Regions from separate parts of the Rattus norvegicus genome. Here region 1 is linked to region 2. The links are chromatin contacts, called in public Hi-C maps. All regions are on one chromosome and are shown on one strand. The core of a region is the stretch at or near the end of the contact, and the rest is flanking DNA. Distances in the headings are between cores, read along the strand shown.

Region 1 (5,204 bases), core at 1,235-3,734, 48 kb before region 2:
ACCGAAAGGGAAAACAAAAAAAGAAATCAAATGGACTACTTATGGACTACTTAAAATAAGCAAAACTTTTCAGTTTGGCCACTAGGGGTCCCTTTGTGCATGTCAGGCAATTTTCAACTAGGAGTTCCGTTTCACAGTCTGATCTTTAAGAATTAAAATTTACAAAACTTAACTCCTCCTTCCCCGCCTTGAGACAGGGTCTCACTATGTAGCCCTGGCTGGCCTGGAACTCACTGTGTAAACTAGGCTAGCCTCCAATTCACCAAGATCCTCCTGGCTCCTGATTAAACAAGTGTACCACTGTCCCAGGCTAAAACTTTCCTCTTGTTTTCTCTGCCTGAAAATTCTAAGCTCTACAGTAATTATTTTAATATTGATTGTATGCAAAAACATTCTTCTCATTTTACAATGAGATATTATACTGGAATAATTCTTACCCATGAATTACATTCACTTACAAACAGGCCCAGTAAAATTTATTAAATATTATAAACCAGATGAACTGTCCCATACCCAGTGTTTGAAACATAAAGTAGATTTTCTAATATGGTCACAAGTTAACAATCCAATTCTTTAAAAAGGGGGTGGGGCTATTCTTATGAGCCATTTGTTTAAAACAAGGAATACTTTCTCTAGGCATGGGTGCTTTATCAGTCTTGACAATTTGGTGTTTAGGATGAATTGAATATATATTTACCACCATAACTTGGAGCAGCCTATTCACTTGCTATTGGAAAGAGTAAGCGTGCTTTGAACCTCAGAATGTTAGATGATGAAACATAAAGTAGGAAGTGTGCCTATGTCCCCAAATAAAGCCTCTGAGAACATTTTTGAGCTCCTTAAATGGGAAATCCAAATGGGAGGTGGAAAGCAGGAAGGTTGGGGCAGGATCACACTTGGTTCACATCACTCCTTTGGTCACCTTTCTTATTTATAAATTTGCCTCATAAAAGCAGTTTTGGCTCCTTTAAGTTGTAGTACTACAGAAAGGATAGGCTTCAAATAGTGAAAAGCCTGGTTTAGTAGTCCCAGCCTGTAATCTCATTGAGTGGGTAAAGTGGGGAAGGAGGATTGCTGGATCCGGTTGTATTGTGGGCAACAGAAGCAAACCCCATTTCAAAATAAATGAGTGAGCTTAAATAGACAATGGTTACAGATTAGGTGGGAGTGGTAATTTATGCCTATAATGCAGATATCCTGGAGGCTGAGGCTGGACAATCAATTGTCATGAGTTCAAGACCAGCCTAGGTTTAACAAGACTTTACAGATGAACATGAGTGGACAAAGGAGGTAGCTCATCTGAAAAGGTGTTTGCAGCAGCACCGACGACTGGAGTTCAAGCCCTGTAACATGGTGAAAGTCTGGAACGAGTTCCCACAAGTACTCCTCTGATATTTACACACACACATAAAATAACACAAAATACTATTGGCCCCCTGCACGGTGGTACACACTTTAATTATAACATTTGGCAGGCAGAGGCAGAAACTATGTTAGGTTGAGGCCAACCTGATCTTCATAGAAAGTTCCATAACAGCCAGGGACCCTGTCAAAAAAAAAAAAAAAAAAGAAAAAAAAGAAAAGACAAGCACTAGGGAGGCAGAGACAGGTGAATCTCTGAGTTCGAGGCCAGTCTGGTCTACAAAGGGAGTTCCAGGACATCCAGGACTGTTACAGAGAGAAACTCTTGTGTCCAAAAACCAAAAGGAAAACCAAACCAAAAAATATAATATCATCAATGGAATTTTTTTCCACCATCACCCTTACATTAATGTCTATTAAAATCAGTGAACTGCAGAGATTTTACTAAAATTCTGAGGTAGTGGGCTGGAGAGATGGACCAATGGTTAAGAACACTTGTTCTTGAAGAGGGCAAGGGTTTGATTCCTAGCACTCAAGAGGCTGCTCACAACCATCCATAACACCAGTTCCAGTAGATCTGACACCTTTTCTGACCTCCTCGGGGACGTGGCACGCACAAGGCGCACAGATAAATATGTGAGCAAAACACGCATAAACATAAAATTATGAAATCTTAAAAACACTCCTGAGGTGGTATTTGAAACCAGGAGTTTCTCGTAATGGTTAGCTCAAGCACTGTAGTCTCTATGGAGAGGAGGATGGCACTTTGTAGTGACAGGGTTCCGTAATTCTCAGAACAGAAACCAAGAGTGTGTATCAGTTTCCTCATTTGCTCCCTACGTATGTTTCCTTTCTAAGTTCACGTCTCCGCGTTGGACGTTCTAAGTAATTACCACCAGGCCCCAAGAAACTACATCTGTACACCCCCTAAACGACTGTTTACCCGGCCCTGACATTGTATTACTCGTATTTCCTAGAATGGGGAGGGCTAGGGGTTTGCAGAGTTCTGCCTCCTTCCTCTCACTCTCCGGTGATCGCTCTGGGACAAATACCCCCACGTCACTCGGTTCCGAGGTCTGGCCCGGAGCAGCGCAGGGCCGGGGCACGTGACCCGCCCGCAGTCCTCGCTGTGGCCCGCGGCCCGGGATGCAGTCGCGCTGACGTCCTCCTGGTTACCCACAAGCCTCTGTACCCCAGTGCGGGCAGGAAGAGGGCAACCGGGTCCAGTGCCTGCCCGGGAGGACGGGGTGCCTTCTGAGCCGGACGCGAACTCTGCCCAGTACCCCCCAGTACTTGTAAACTGGCAGCCACCCGTCTCTCACTGCCCCGGCTCAGGCTCTCGTCCTAACGTACTACCCGGTGTCTGGGACGCGGAGGCCAGGGCGCTCTGCTGACAGCTGTCAGGCTGTCATCGACTCCCAAGCCTCGGCTCTCCCCGGTCTGCGTCATTGCGTACCGGTCATTAGGTTCTTCCTAACATCTAGGAATTGTAGAGCAGGGCCACTCGAATACCATATGGCGTCTAGTACGTGCTGCCGTTTAGTAAGTATTAGCCTTGCAGGCCCGACCTGGCTGCCCCTCCGCACCAGCCCTTCCTTTCCCTCTGCCTCATCGCCTGCGGTCTCGCGTCTGCTCCAGACTCTCGCGCGCCCCTCCTCTCCGCGGCTGACGAACCTCTTCCTTCTTCGCTCTCAGTGCCGGGTCCCGGACTGCATTTCCCGGCAGGCGCCGCGGCCTCTGGCCAATGGGGGACTTAGGATTTGGCGGCGGCGGCGCCGAACGGGGCGGGGGGGCTTTGTGCGCGGAGGCGGCGGCGGCGGCGACGGCAGCGGGAGCTGGCGGCGCGGAGATCCGGACGGAGGCCGAGGCTGGGGCTGGGTGCCGGGCGTCTGGGAAAGGTGTGCAGCTTTCTATCGGAGCCCCGGGACCCCGCTGCCGTTTGGGGCCGCCAACCTCCGGCTCCTCTCAGGCACCAGCAGCTACGCGGCGACCCCCGTCCGGCCGCCTCCCCTTCGCTCCGCGTCGCCCGCAGCCTTCCGTCTGCCCGCAAACGAGCCCGGCCGGCCGGGCCGTGGCCCTCCTCAGTGCCGGCCGCCATGGCAGGGGTGCTCGGCGCGGGGGAAATCTAGTCCGAGGATTTCATGCGGCCTAGCTCGGTTCCGTCTCCTGCGCCCGCGGTCCCGGCAGCTGCCGGCAACCCAGCCCCACTTCGGGCCTCCGTGTCTCTCCTGTGATCGTACTGACACGGCAGGGGGGTTAGAATGGAACAAACTGAAGGTAAAGTGCTTGTGTATGTGTGTGTTGCGCGTCAGGGCTTAGGAGGATCCTTGGGGTGGGAGCGACCTAAGACCCAGGAACCGTAAGGAGTGAGACCCTGGAAGAGAAGGGGCTGCGGATGGCCTGAAAGGGTTCGGGGAAGGAAGAGCAGATGGTAAGGTGGGTGTGGAAGGAATTGGGAGGTGGGGCAGGTAGGCTTGGGATATGATGTAGTGGTGCTGAGCTGGGAATTGGGAGTAGAGGTGGGATGGGGGCGGGGATAAGGATGGAAACGGGGGAGGGGTAGGAAAAGAGAAGAGTTAGATTTGGACATTAGAGACCTAATGCAAATTAGGATAGGTCTGGAATGGAGTGTGGAAACTAGAAGAGTTGGGGGAAAGGGATAGGGTTGATGGAGAAGCGAGGCATCTTCTGGGAATCAAGGGGAGAAACTAGTGAATCAAAGTGGAGGAAAAGATAAGATTAGGAAATAGGGATGAAAAATGATCGTGTCAGGATGCAAGAGGAGGATAGGAAATAGACGCAGGAAACTGAAAGACATACGATTGGTCTTGGGAAGGACATTAGCAGAGTGTTGGAAGGGATGAGAATTATCGACCAGGCGTCACAGAGTGTGAGGAAAAGAAGGATTGTTATTGAAGTGTTAGAAGGGAAAGCCTTTTGTTCCTATATTTGTGTGTATTCTGTCTTGTATTTCAAGGCTAGAGAAATAGAGAAGCTAGTGGTTATGAGGTTGTGATTGTTGTGAAATGAGGGAGGTGTGGGTGTTACTGTTCTGAGAGAAGAGGAGATGTGTTTGTGTTATGGTAGGGAGGCAGGGAAAGACATGGCCACAATTTGATGGTTTTGGTGAGGGAGTAAAGACTATTCAGATTTAAAGGGGGCAGGGGCAGCCATGTTTGCTACCAGGCACTGCAGTGTAAATAAATTCCCTTTCCTCTCCCGACATCTGCGTGAATCTGGAACCGACAGTTCACATTGTTACACCTCCCCTTCTATTCATGAACTTCTCTTACCTCTTGGGTCATTTACAATTACTCATAACCACGGAAGGACGAGGCGATGTTTCCCATCTTGTGTGTTTCGCTGCCTCTTCTTTTCTTTCCCCTTTTCTTTCTGGTTGCAAAAAAAAGGCATACCGATAAACTGCAGTGTAAAATTTAACCCTTTTTATAAATTAAAAATTAGAATTTTTTAAGAACTAACCAAAGAAATCATTGCTACCATATTTCAAGCTTGATTGTGAAAAGTCTTAAATAATAATTGGTTTCCAACACCTCAGAAGCAAGTCAACACGGTTTTTTTTTTTTTTTTTCCAATTCTTTAAGTAAACAAGGAAATTGCATTGGTTATTTTACTTGGGGCGCTCTTAGAAAGGTGTGGGGAAGATCAGCCTGTTGTAGATCATCTGCTTGGTGAATTTGGAATTTTGGAAAATTAGAAATGTTCCTAGTGATATGCATGTTGTTATGAATAATGCTTTTTTATTAGCTTTTCTCATCTCTTCCCTTTGCTTTCATGTAGCTAGTTCAATACCGTCTCCAAATGCCAGGTCAGTACTGTGA
Region 2 (5,439 bases), core at 311-2,810:
TGTGCTTTGTTTGTTTTATTTGTTTTGATACAGGGTCTCATTCTATAGTTCAGGCTGTTCCCAAGATCATTACCATTACCCTTCTGCTTCATGATTCTGAGCTCAGGGATTACAGATGTATTTCACCATGCCTAACTCGGGGAACATAAGTTCACTATGGATTCCTATAGAATCATTTTCACCCAAACAAGTACTTTTCATCATATAAAGTTTCACACAGTGATCGTATTAAGTTCCACACAGTACTTCTATTCTCTTCCGATTCATTCACGGCTCTGTAAATACACTTAGAATCTTTATGTATTTGGTAGGCCAGAGAAGCACACCTTGGATGAGTTATGATAGATAATCTCACCTTAGCAGTGTTACAAGAGCAGAGAGGTCCTCTTCTGGTGTACTTTGTCCAAGCGTGATGTTTAGCAGATTCCTGAGATTCTCCCACCTGGAAGTGGTTTACTAAGGTCAAAGTCATTTTGGCTTATAATTTATTGCTGGGTACTTGCTTTGTGAATACATCTTTTTCTTTTTGATATTAAACTTCCTTCTTGATATCTGTTCATGATCAATGAGAAGGAAAAAGTATCTAGAAGTCAGAATTGGGAGTTTCACCCTATTGACGACACTGGTATAGCCAAGAGTCTGCCGAAGGATAGCAGTTAGTGTTGTTTGCTGTCTTTCTTCTTGGCACCATGTGCTGTCAAAGGCTGGGAGAGTCGATGTGGGGTAGGAATGAAGAATCTCATGCTGTCATTTGTTTATTTTTTTGCAAGGTACTATATTAGATGGTTGTATTATGTATTTTCTTGAGTTTTTTTTTTTAAAAGCAGTCTCATGTAGCCCAGGCTGCCCCCAAAGTTGCTGTGTAGCGGAGGATGATGTAAAACTTGTGATTCTCCTGCCTCCACCCTCTGCTGGAATTACAGTCATACACACCTGCTTTATGGATGTGGGAATGGATCCAGGCCTCTCTGCACGTAAGGCAAGCCAATGTGCTGTCCCCGAAGCCTGCCTATTGAGTATTTTCTCCGTGAGGAGACCCTGTGTCTGAGAAGAGTGCTCTGCTCTGAGAGCCATGTTCCAACCCTTGCTCTACGGCTTTTACCAGCGGAACCCTGTGGCCATAACTAGAGAAGCACGAACAGAGAATGGTGTTAGGTCAGCTTGTGCAGTTCCTTGGAACTTCCACCAGTCTGTTCCTGGGCATCGGGCAGGCCTTGTCAAAGAAGACTAAGTCAACTCCTGAAATAAAACAATTCCTGTGCATATCTAGGGCTCAAGAGCTTTCAGATGATGCCACACAAGAGTCATGGCTCTCCCGTTCTCTTCTCACAAGAGAGCAGTGTTTGAGATTAAGGACTTTTTACGTTTTTCTCTTTAAACTTTATTTCTTAATTTTAAATTGTTATATGTGTGCGTGGGGAGAGGGAGTACGCACATGCCTGCGGGTGCCCTTGGAGGCTTGTATGCCCTGGAGCTGAAGTTACAGGCAAGTCTCGACCTTGCTGAGGAGCGTTGGGAACTGGACTTGTCCTTTGTAAAGGCATCTGCAGTCTTCACTACTGAGTCACCCTGCAGCCCTAGGAGCTCTCACATTTGAGTCATTATTTCATCCACTAGTCAGATGACTTCAGCTAGGCCAGTGTTTTTACTTTAGTGCTAGAAAACTTGTTTATATTACTCTTAGTAATTTGAGAATCTAGAGTTTAAAAATCATTCATGTTTTGACTAAAAGCATAAATATTATTTTGTTATAAACCTTTTAAAATCTAATAACTTTTTTGAAGTATTCATTCATCTAGTAATATTTAATAATTTATTTGTTTGTTATTTATTTGAGGCAGGATCTCACTATGGAATTCTTTCTGACCTGGAACTCCTTGTTATAGACCAGGCTGTCCTAGAACTAGAACTGCCTGCCTCTTTCTCCCCTGAGCTGGAATTAAAGGTGTGCATTCTAAACCTGACTCAGATTTACCCTTTTATTTAAATGCCAGAACTTCGTGATTCTGTTTTTGTTTTTGTTTTTAAGATTTATTTATTTTATTTATATCAGTACACTGTCACTGTCTTTAGACATCAGAAGAGGGCATCAGATCCCATTACAGATGGTTGTGAGCCACCATGTGGTTGCTGGGAATTGACCTCAGGACCTCTGGAAGAGCAGTCAGTGCTCTTAACCTTTGAAGCCTCTCTCCAGCCCAACTTAGTGACTTTTTAAAAATCCATTCAAAGTTATGCTACTGTCACCACAACCTAGGAATTCTGTCAACTCCCCCCACCCCCCAAAGACATCTGACACCCAGTAGACATCACTTGGGATTCCCATACACCCTGAGGCTAGCTGTCAGTCAGTGCCTTCTCCTTAGGATCTTTGCCATTCTCCTGGCTTCTTTCACTCAGTATGATTTAGAGGTCTGTCCATGTTCTAGCATGTATCAGTACATTATCACTCTTTATTGCCAGATAGTATCCTGTTAGAGCATCTGGTATAGTTATAAAGTAGCTTCCTCTGTTCTTTTGAAAGCAAGACTCAGATTTTATTCTGCACATGATGCCTGTGAAGCACTCTGCTGCTTTGTGTCCAAGCCGTTTTGTACAGTTTATCTTGAGCATACATAGTAGTCATTGTTTTCTATATTGTTATCAGTCAGACTGGTAGCATTGGACAATATATTTATATTTTGTCCAACAATTTTTATACTATTAATAATAGTAACTCTTTGTGGGCGTGTATTGAAAGATATTTCTACCATATTTCTATTTTAAGTTGTATTTTATTGTTTAGTTCTCATTTTATTTTTTTATTTTATTTTATTTTATTTTTTGGAGCTGGGGACCGAACCCAGGGCCTTGCGCTTGCTAGGCAAGCGCTCTACCACTGAGCTAAATCCCCAACCCCTAGTTCTCATTTTAAGTTGAAATTAAATGCCTCTTCTATTTTAAAAATATTATGTATTAATTGGGGAAGGGCAAAACTCTGAGTGTAACTGACAGAACCTAAAAGATGTCCATAGTCTCAACTTCTATCTATGAAAGTATCTATCTATACTATTAAAGTTTGAGGTGGGCTTGGAGAGATGGCTCAGCGGTTACTAGAGAACCGGGGTTCGATTCCCAGCACCTACACACACTCTCACTCCAGTTTCAGGGAATCTGCTGTTCTCTTCAGGCCTCCTCGAGCACCAGGCACTGGAGCATAGACATACATACTTGCAGACAAACCACCTACATACCATAGTTATAAAATAACATTTTATAATTCCTTTTCTCTGTGCATATTTGTAATTAATAGACTTGTAAATGAAGGTTATCTTTTTCCTGGGGAAGGCATTGTTTTAGTTTGTGAAGTATCTCACTGTGTTAACCAGGCTGGCCTGGGCCTTTGATATAACATGTACTTTTACTCTGTCTGTCTGTCCGTAGGTGTGCTACCTGTGCACACACACACCGAGCTGGAAGAGGACGTTGAGTGTCCTATTGTCTATCACTGTCAACCTGATTCCCTTTGAATCAGGATTTCTTTCTTTTCTTTTCTTTTTTTTTTTTTTTTTGGAGCTGGGGACTGAACTCAGGGCCTTGCGCTTCTTGCGCTTGCTAGGCAAACGCTCTACCACTGAGCTAAATCCCCAACCCCTGAATCAGGATTTCTTATTGAGTCTGCAGTTTATCTGATGGCCAGAAAACCTAGCCTTCGTCCTGTCCCCATTTCACAGCACTGGCTTACAGGCACGTGAGGTCATGCCTGGATTCTCACCCTGGTGCTGAGGAAATGACTCATGTCCTCATGCCTGTGCAGCCAGTGTGCTTATCTGCTGAGCCATCTTCTCTTTTCTCAGCCCCATGCCTCGTGCTTGCTTTTCTCCCCTCCTCCCTTCCCTCTCCCCTTCCTCTCTTCCCTCTCCCCCTCCTCCCTTCCCTCTCGCCCCCCCTCCCTCCTTCCCGTCCCTCCCCTTCTTCTCTTCTTTGTGACAGGGTCTCATTATGTAGTGTTGACTGGCCTGGAACTCGCAGAGATCTGCCTGCCTCTGCTTCCTGAGTGTCGATCAAACAGGTGCCACCTACAGCCTTCCCATGTTTACTTTTAACACCAACAATATTGTGAACATAGTTTTATTTAAAGACTGCTTGTGAGGGTGGGTGTTTTGCCTGCAGGTGTGTATGTGCACCCATTTGCGTGCCTGGTTCCTGGGGTGCAGGAAAGTATCCTATCCTTGGAGTGGGGTTGGTTGTAAGCCTCCATGTGGGTGCTGAAAAGTGGGTGCTCTTCCAGTCCTCTGCAAGAGCAGTGAGCCCTTACCCACTTTGCCTTCTTTGTAGCCCGACTTAAAAGACTTTCTTTTTGACTCTGGAGTTTTACTCAATGAGTCTTTGGGTGTAAAAGAAGGTTTGGGGCATCTTGGTAGTGAGGCGTGGCTTGTGCTGGTGCCATAACACATACTGGGTCAATGGAAACTTGATTTTGGAGTCGTGGACCTGCTTGACACCCGGCCATCGGCACCTGACCGCTGCAGTCTCCTCCACTTCAGCTCTGATGGAGCGAGCACAGACATGGTGCTGGGTACCTGAGCCTTGGTAGCACTGTGAAGGCACGAGCGATGGTCAGATCCAATGCTCTCTCTGTGCATCTTGTCTGTGCCACTGCAGGCGTAGCACAGCCAGATGCCTAAGTTCTTCATATGCTATGGTGACTTCTCAAACACCTGCCCACAGAGCACTGTCTTCCCCTGTGACTTCTTCATCTTCTTTCACTGCCACACCAGTACCATAAGCGGGACTTGGGTCGCTACATGGCTGGGTATGAAGATGCACATTCGGAACTGTGGTGCATGTGGCAGGCACTTTGGGGTGGGCAAGCAGCACCCCACCACCTTGTATTCCCGAAGTATGCCGGAAGCCTTCATGGCAGTCGGTCCTCATACTCCACCAGCCACACATGGGTTCAAAAAGGCCTGTTAAACATGCTTTTGTTTTTAATTCTGGGTGTGGGTGTGTGCATCTGAGTGCAGTGGCCACCCAGGCTAGAGGTCTGAGAGCCCCTGAGTAGCTGGAGTTAGGGGTGGTTATGAACTGCTGACATGGGTGCTGGGACACTCTAGCCCACTGAAGAGCCCTAAGTGCTCTCCACCTGCATTACTGCTCAATTTAAAAACATTTCTTCTAAAATACACCTTTGATGGAAAGCTTAGAAGGCTTAGTCAGCTGTTGAGAGACACGCGTGTTTGCTCCTTTAGTTTTCGTGTCTTCAGGATTTATTTTGTTTTGTTTTTACTTTTTGCTTTTTCTGACTGTGGATAAGATTGAACCCAGGGCCCCTGGGCTCTGACAGGGGCTACACCCCTAGTCTTTTTAAATTGTTTGTTGTAATGATTCATGTATGTTTATGTGTGTGAGTATGTGCTTCATACATTAATATGTATGCACCATGTGTGTGCCAAGTGC

What was found. Hi-C and Micro-C count contacts between places; a contact is called where the count stands out from the background.
Region 1: a Hi-C map of the A7r5 cell line shows a contact between it and region 2, with 1.9 times the contacts expected there. The contact joins the promoter of Nsd3 here to the enhancer-like site in region 2. A contact is called at or near these places in 5 of 12 Hi-C or Micro-C datasets (the A7r5 cell line, hepatocytes, kidney and 1 more).

What each region holds. Positions count from the first base shown.
Region 1 is chr16:73,165,410-73,170,613 of GRCr8, reverse strand. It overlaps Nsd3 (nuclear receptor binding SET domain protein 3), which reads left to right and starts at 2,484. Exons shown (of 23, transcript NM_001106090.1): 1 at 2,484-2,887. The coding sequence starts at 2,878.
Region 2 is chr16:73,116,647-73,122,085 of GRCr8, reverse strand. All of the region lies in intron 4 of Nsd3 (nuclear receptor binding SET domain protein 3), which reads left to right. Among named protein-coding and RNA genes, the nearest start is that of Nsd3, 49 kb to the left of the region's middle. Within about 2 kb of position 1,560, at least 11 of the 93 cell types and tissues checked have an H3K27ac peak or open chromatin away from gene starts, as enhancers often do. A contact at or near this core is called in the A7r5 cell line, where this site is marked.